Regions from separate parts of the Mus musculus genome. Here region 2 is linked to region 1. The links are chromatin contacts, called in public HiChIP or PLAC-seq maps. All regions are on one chromosome and are shown on one strand. The core of a region is the stretch at or near the end of the contact, and the rest is flanking DNA. Distances in the headings are between cores, read along the strand shown.

What was found. HiChIP or PLAC-seq counts read pairs in DNA pulled down with a chosen protein or histone mark.
Region 2: an H3K4me3 HiChIP or PLAC-seq map of embryonic stem cells shows a contact between it and region 1, with 26 read pairs. The contact joins the enhancer-like site here to the promoter of Eif2ak3 in region 1. A contact is called at or near these places in 4 of 39 promoter capture datasets (the C10 cell line, liver, macrophages and 1 more), 4 of 15 datasets of contacts at CTCF or cohesin (the NIH/3T3 cell line, embryonic stem cells, large pre-B cells and 1 more), 12 of 484 Hi-C or Micro-C datasets (B cells, CD8 T cells, Sertoli cells and 9 more), 4 of 115 datasets of contacts at active chromatin or transcription factors (embryonic stem cells, intestinal crypt epithelium and thymic regulatory T cells) and 3 of 9 other capture datasets (adipose tissue, liver and pancreatic islet).

Annotation. Positions count from the first base shown.
Region 1 is chr6:70,842,601-70,846,089 of GRCm38.p6, reverse strand. It overlaps Eif2ak3 (eukaryotic translation initiation factor 2 alpha kinase 3), which reads right to left and starts at 1,575. Exons shown (of 17, transcript NM_010121.3): 1 at 1,069-1,575. The coding sequence starts at 1,364.
Region 2 is chr6:70,897,937-70,901,425 of GRCm38.p6, reverse strand. Eif2ak3 (eukaryotic translation initiation factor 2 alpha kinase 3) reads right to left here. Exons shown (of 17, transcript NM_010121.3): 15 at 1,093-1,194; 16 at 1-21. Among named protein-coding and RNA genes, the nearest start is that of Tex37, 19 kb to the left of the region's middle. Within about 2 kb of position 1,690, at least 9 of the 459 cell types and tissues checked have an H3K27ac peak or open chromatin away from gene starts, as enhancers often do. A contact at or near this core is called in embryonic stem cells, where this site is marked.

The DNA.
Region 1 (3,489 bases), core at 326-2,825:
TCTAAGGAAAACAGAATAGTTCTCTCTACTTCGTGTAATTTACTCTTCACAGCTGTTTCACTCATCTAGGAGAGTTCATACATTCGCAAATAGATGAAATTGTATTCTTTATTACTTAAACATTCTTAAATATAACTATTCAAATGGTGTATGGAGAATTTTAGGGCTTGCCCTGTTTATTTCTGGTAATCACTGGGTACCTAGATCAAGGTTCTGATACTTTTTATAATCTATAACTACTATGTTACAAACTTAGATATGTTCTAATTTAGATGCAGCTCTTAATTTACCTAATGCTCTTTTAGCATTCTTTCTATTAAATAGTGCCACTTTCTCCACACATGCTATCTGAAAAATACTTTATTAAAGTATTTTACATTCTGTGCAGACTTTGAAAATTGCTTTAAAACTTGTCTCTTGAATTTGTATGTTTATAAGGCTAAGAAATCCAACTGAAATAAACTATGCTAACCCCCTTTAAATATCAAAAAGCTGCTAGGATAAAAGAACCCAAGCACACTCCTTAAACTTTAACCTCTAAGTGTGTTCGGAGCTCTTGAGAGTGCTTGTTCTTACCCAGAAAAGGTCTGGTTTAGTAAAACCGGGGCGGAGCCTAGAAAACTGTCCATTTAACCAGCATCCCCCTGGTAATTCTGATGCAGGTGTTCCCGCATATCTCAATTAGAGAAACAGAAAATCAAAACCCTCGACCAGGAGCCACAACAGACTTGTATTTGAAGGATAAATGTAGGCATCTCTTTTGAAAGTCGTTTTACCTGTCGCAACAGAATCAGGACAGAACGAGTCAAGTATTTGGGAATGGGAGTGTAAAGTGCATATGGTTAAAGCCCGAAAACAATGAAAGCGGGGAAGTGACTTTCTTCCCTAAGCCGGGTGTTGCATTCTCCAGGCATCCCTCATCCTCCTTTAAAGATGCTGTTGCCCTCCCACAGCCAGGACCAGGCAGGCGCTCAGAGTGGGACAGGAAGGTGTCGCGGCTCTCTGCTTTGTCCGCAGTCACTCGCATCCCTGCGAGAGGTGCCCCGACCCTAGTTCCCAACCTCTCACCTGCCGCGAGGCCGCAGTTCCACGTCGTCATCGGGCTCCGTCGCGCGTGACTCCGGTTCGCCAGCGGCAGCCGGCAATGCCTCGGCGTCCTCCACGGTCACTTCGGCCGTTGCCACCGCAGGCACCCGCGCGGCCGAAGTCGGGGCGGCCGCTGCCCCTAAGCCAAACACTGTCTCCGACGCGGGAGCAAGCAAACTGCGGGCGGGCGCGACCGCCGAGATCCCCGCCGCGCAGCCCAGCAGCAGGAACAGAAGCAGCAGCAGCGCGCGCGGCCCGGGCCGGGTGGCGCGCTCCATCAGCGGCCCGCCCCACGCGCGGGCATGGAGACCCTGCCGTCGGCGCCCGCCCGTCTCGCCGCTCGGAGCCTCGGAGCACTGCGAGCGCGCGCCACGGACCCCGCCGCCTCTCGACTTCGCGCCGCAGCAGCAGAGCTGCCCGGCCACGTCTCAGCCACTGCCACCTGAGTGACAGCCTTGTGCAGACATCGCCCATTGAGCGAGGGTTCCGTGCGTCTGCTCTGCGATTGGTTGCGCGCCTTGCCACTCCGAGCCAGGCAGACGCGTTCCTTGTTGTCAACATTATACCTACCAATCAAATTGTAGTTTTCCCTGTGGCAGTCCGGCCCTTTTCCGGGAACGACGGCCAATGAGAAATGCCCCTCCCCAGAGTCTTCTTAGGCGATTGGTGAATCATTTCAGTTCCCTAATGCCACTTCTGGAACGGATTGGTCCATTCCCTGATTGGCCTCGCCCCTCAAAGTGAGGCGCTGGGAAAAGCTTGGAGATTATTGGTGAAAGTGGATGCTCCTCAAAGGCCTGAGCTAACTGCTTCTTGATTGGTTGGAAGCGGCACTTAGTACGTGGCCGATTCTGAGTGTGAAGAGGACCGTCCCCTGTGAAAGGAAGAAGAGTGGAAAGGAGTCCCGGGTGGCCGGGAGGTGGCTGATCTTAAAGGGATAGATGCTTTTGCTATTCCCAAGCCGAATTTATTTGGAAAGAAGGGATGAGAGTTGGGGGAAAGTGACTGCACAGGTCATGTGTCCTTAGAAGTTCAGGAGTTGCCCAATTTGTGGCTAGGAAGGTATTAAGAATTACAATTACAGCTTTGATAGAGATGACAGTGATCTGTAGAACAGATAACCCAGAGCGCCCGGAACGCCTCTTAACCTGTTTATAAAGGAGGATCCCAGGCCTGGCGCACTTGAAGTAATCTGCACAAGGTCACACAGTCACAAAAATTTATTAAGTCTCCCGGTTGGTTTGGCATGCTTTACACTGCCCTCAGGAGAAATAGAACGACAACGACCAAAGTGGGGAAGGTTCAAATGTTTGACCAAAGCGTTTAAAATTCTCTTAAAGTAGTTGCGAATACCCTGAAGATTTCAGAGCTGGTGTGTGGAAGAGTAAGAAGTTGCATCCTTCAGCAGTGTACTCAGAACACCAACCAAACACTGGGAAGATTTTTAATGATGTTGGCAGTTTGTGTACGCTGGTCTCCATCTGCATGAAGCACACTTAATTTCCACTCAGCCCCAATCCCTATAAACCCATTTCTCCCTTTAGTTCTCACCACATTCCTTCTCTCTTCTGTACAACAAATCTCTAAAGCGCCTTGTCTTCCTGTCCTCTCTCATCTCACACACACTGCACAGGCATTAGTATTCCTCAGCTCCACCCAGATTGCTCTGATTCACTCACATGGTTTTAATAAATTCGAAGAGGAGTCCCGTTTTTCCTCCTAAGTGTCCTCCACTGTGGAACTCAGCCTTTCCTCTATGAGACATTTTGTCCCTTGTTTTCCTGCTTCCCTACAGGGCAGGATATGACCTTCAACTTACCCTGTGTTGCTTAGGATGAAAGCCAAGGACCGGAAGTTCTTGCCCTGTATATTAATTCTCCAGGGCTGTCATAGCAAATTCCCTCTAGCATATGTGTTCTAGAGGCTAGAATTCCTCCATCGGGAGCCATCAGAATCGAGTTCTTCTGAGGCCCCTTTTGGTTTGTTAGATGGCTACTCTATTGCTTCTTCATGTGAACTTTCCTCTGCTCATATGGTCCCTTTCTCTTTTTATTTATTTTTAAAGATTCCATTTTAAGCTCGTATGTATACTGGTACTGTTGTGTCTGGAAGAAACTCTTCCCTTGGAGTTACCTGCTACCTATGACTCTGACAATCTTCCCATCTTTTCTGTGCAAAACACAGCCTTGTGGGGAGAGGTTTGATACAGATATCCTATTTAGGACTGAGAGCTCCAGAGTACCCAACTTTCTGTATATTGTTCAGTTGAGGATCTCTTTGTTAATTTCTGTCTTTATTGCAAGAAGCCGCTTCTCTGATGAGGGTGAATGGTGCTCTACTGACGATATAGCAATATGTCATCAGTAGTCGCTTTATTGCTATGTCCTTATAACAATAATAATA
Region 2 (3,489 bases), core at 441-2,940, 55 kb before region 1:
ATTTCTGACATCAGTTAAAATCTAGAAAGAAAGAAAGTTAATCTTTTAGCTTTATTTTGTCGTATGTCCACTTCTCACACATGCTAGATAAGTACACTGACAACACCCCAGCCTGTCTTTTCCCTTTCCTTATTTTTATTAATGTGCCTATGTGCTCATGCCTGTGTGTGTATGCATGTGCACCCAGGCAGCCCAGGTATTAGTCCCTGGAGTACAAGCAACTGTGAACTGCTTGCCATATGTAGATGCTGGGAACTGAACTCCTGTCCTCTGAATGAACAGCAAGGGCTTTCTGTGCCTTCTCTCTAGCCCCAAACTTTTCACTTTCTTCCCAGTGTCTTTGATGAACTGATTAATCCACAAATTTGATTCTTGATTCTTTGCTTGAGTGGATCTCTTATTTTGCTTAGACAGAGCTCACTCGGTAGCTGGTAGCCTTGACTGGCCTGGAACCTGCTCTGTTTACCAAGCCAGCCTCCAACACACAGAGATCTGCCCTGTCTTCGCCTCCCAAGTGCTGGGATTAAAGGTTGCAGTACCATACCCAACTAGTACTGTCTGACTGAAAACCTACGGTCATGATGTTTGGAAAACCTAGCCGTGTGCCATCTGCCAGCATCTGTCTGTGACTGCATGACCACTTGTCCTCCATAGGGTTTCCTCCATCCAACTGGCACTATTTCCTGCCCTCACTCACGTTACCCTCCCAGCTCCCTCTGGCTCTGCAGTGGTCACAAGGTTGCCAAATGCAAACTACTGTTAAGGTGATGATGAACTGATACCAACAGAACATCTAGAATAATCCTGTTGCTCACTGGGTCCCTTTTGCTCCTAGTTTAACTGTCTAATGGCATCGAGAATAAACTTAATGGCGCTGGAGAGTTCAGCTGTGCAGCTTAGAACTGCATGCAACTCCACTCCAGGGGCATCTGAAGCCTCCGACATCAGGGCATACCTGCACTCTCACACAACCGCACGCGCACACATGCGTAGTTAAAAGTTTAAAAAAGAAGAAACGTAACCACCAAAAAACTCTTGTAAATTGTAAGTAATCCCTCTGCCCGTCCTCATGGGTGCCTGAGACGCACTTACCCGGACTCGTTCCATCTGGGTGCTGAATGGGTAGAGGAGTTCAAACAGAATCAAGCCTAAAGAGAAGATGTCCACTTTATGGGAGTAGTTGTTTCCATGAATCTGAAATAGCATAAAGATATGTTAAAAAAAAAATTGCCCCAGAGGGAGCATATCATTAGAGTATTCACACAGAGATGGCTCAGTTCCTACGCAGCATCACGGGCCCTGAGCTGATTCAGTTACCTCTGGGTATGAGCAAAGAGTTAATCTCTAAGTCCCTCTCCTGCCCTCTTTCGATGTGGGCAGGTGTAATTACAGCACTAAGCATCACAGAGGGAAAGCCCAGGTAAGGCTCCAGAGAGATATGCATCAGCACGAAGGGCAGAAACTCGGAGCCTGGTGCTCTGGAGTCTGTAAGGGCCGCTCAGGCCCCCTGAGGTGAAGCTTTTCAAAGCGACACTATCTGAAGCCAATCTCATTTCTAATCACCGGAGTCCTGAAGTCGGTCATTACTGCAAGCCACTAATCAACCGGGGAGCCTTCATTACGCACTTAATTGCAGACTGCTCTGCATGCACAGCCCTATTTTTCATGTGCATATTTTTTGTGCCTTCCCAGTCCTGGCAGGGAAGAGACCTGCTGCTTTTGTGTTCCCTTCCCATCATTCAGCACTGGGCTAAGTACAGAGCAGGCCCTCAATAAATACCTGATACCACAGGGCAAAGAATCACATCTGCTCTGCTCTATTAAGGAAAGCCCCATTCAAATGCAAAGCGAAGTCCTGGAGCCTTGGGAGAGCCCTTTTATTTATGAACATTTCCTTAGGCCAGTTACTTGACTACAGGTAAACAGCCCTGGAACTGGCTCACCTCAAAACTGCTGTACCAGGGGGAGGGGGAGAGGAAACAGGTGACAGGACGGAGGCCATCACCCCCTCTCCTCCACATCACTCTAGCTATCTGCCTCTTTGGTTCCTTCTATGCAGGCTGGCTTCTGCTCACAAAATAGCAGGTGCAAAGTTCCACTGACTGTATCAGGTATGTACCCACCATACTATGATCTAAAGTGATTACTGCAACCTATAGCACTGTCCCTTGCCTCCCTCTGTGGCTTGGGAAGCCTTCAAAGAAAATGTCCAAGGACACTGGCAACATAGGTACGGGGGAAAAAGATACCCTCATACAATATTTGGGCAATGTAAACTGACTCATTCACAGTTGAATGAATGGAATCCTGTCCATGGCAGAGTCGATGAAGATGTAACAGAGATGCTGGGCCAATTATCCAAGTGACTGGCCTCCCAGCAAAACTGACATTAACTTTAGTGTTCAAAACAAACATTGAGCAATCTGAACTGCATGTATGTTTCACATCTGTCTGAGGATGTCCAAGAACTCATGAATGGTCACATGTGAATACTGATCGAAAACTATGAAACAAAATTCCAACTTTGGTTTCCAACATAACAATTTATATATAATATTAAAAGATATAAAAAGATATATTTACATATAAGATATGTGTGCATGCATGTACACAGCTGGAAATTTTATACTTATTTTTGGTAAACGCCTTTTTCTTTATTATATATTCCTATATTTTCCCATTCCTTTTAAAGAAGAAAGATTAATATATAAGGAGAAAGAATTATTAACATGTTACTGGATTGTAAAAATTGAGACTTAAAAGTTTTGGATTTTTATTTTATGTTCATTGGTGTTTTGCCTGCATGTGTGTTTGTGTCAGATACCCTGGAATTGGAGTTATAGCTGTAAGCTGCCATGCAGATGCTGGGAATTGAACCAGGGTCCTTTGGAAGAGCAGCCAGTGCTCTCAATGGCTAAGCCATCTCCCCAGCCCCCACATATTTATTTTGATTGCATGAATTTGTGGAGACTGAGCTACTTGAAGAGACCTTTTATTGAGCTTTGAAGAGCAGTTCGTTGCGTATCCCACGAGAGGGCAGCAGGACAGGCAGTAGCTAGAGTATGCCTGGCACCAACTACATCTGAAGGCCGAAAAGGTGAACTTTGTTAAAAGTGAAAGCAAGTGCTAGCACACGCCTTTAATCCCAGCACTCAGGAGGCAGAGGCAGCTGGATGTCTGTGAGTTCGAGGCCAGCCTGGTCTACAAAGTGAGTTCCAGGACAGCCAGGGCTACACAGAGTAACCCTGTCTCAAAAAAAAAAGAAAAGAAAAGGAAAAAAAAAAGTTGAGACTGCAGATCCCTGGTTTGAGATGGGGTTGGGAAATGGGAATTCTAGTTGTATTTTAATCACTATGCACTGCATAATGTAGTTAGAAGTAGTTTTCAAGGAAAATAATGGTTTGAATCTATTTTTTTCCCCCTGAGACAGGGCTTCTCTGTGTAGCCTGGCGGTCCTGGAACTCACACTGTAGACCAGGCTGGCCTCAA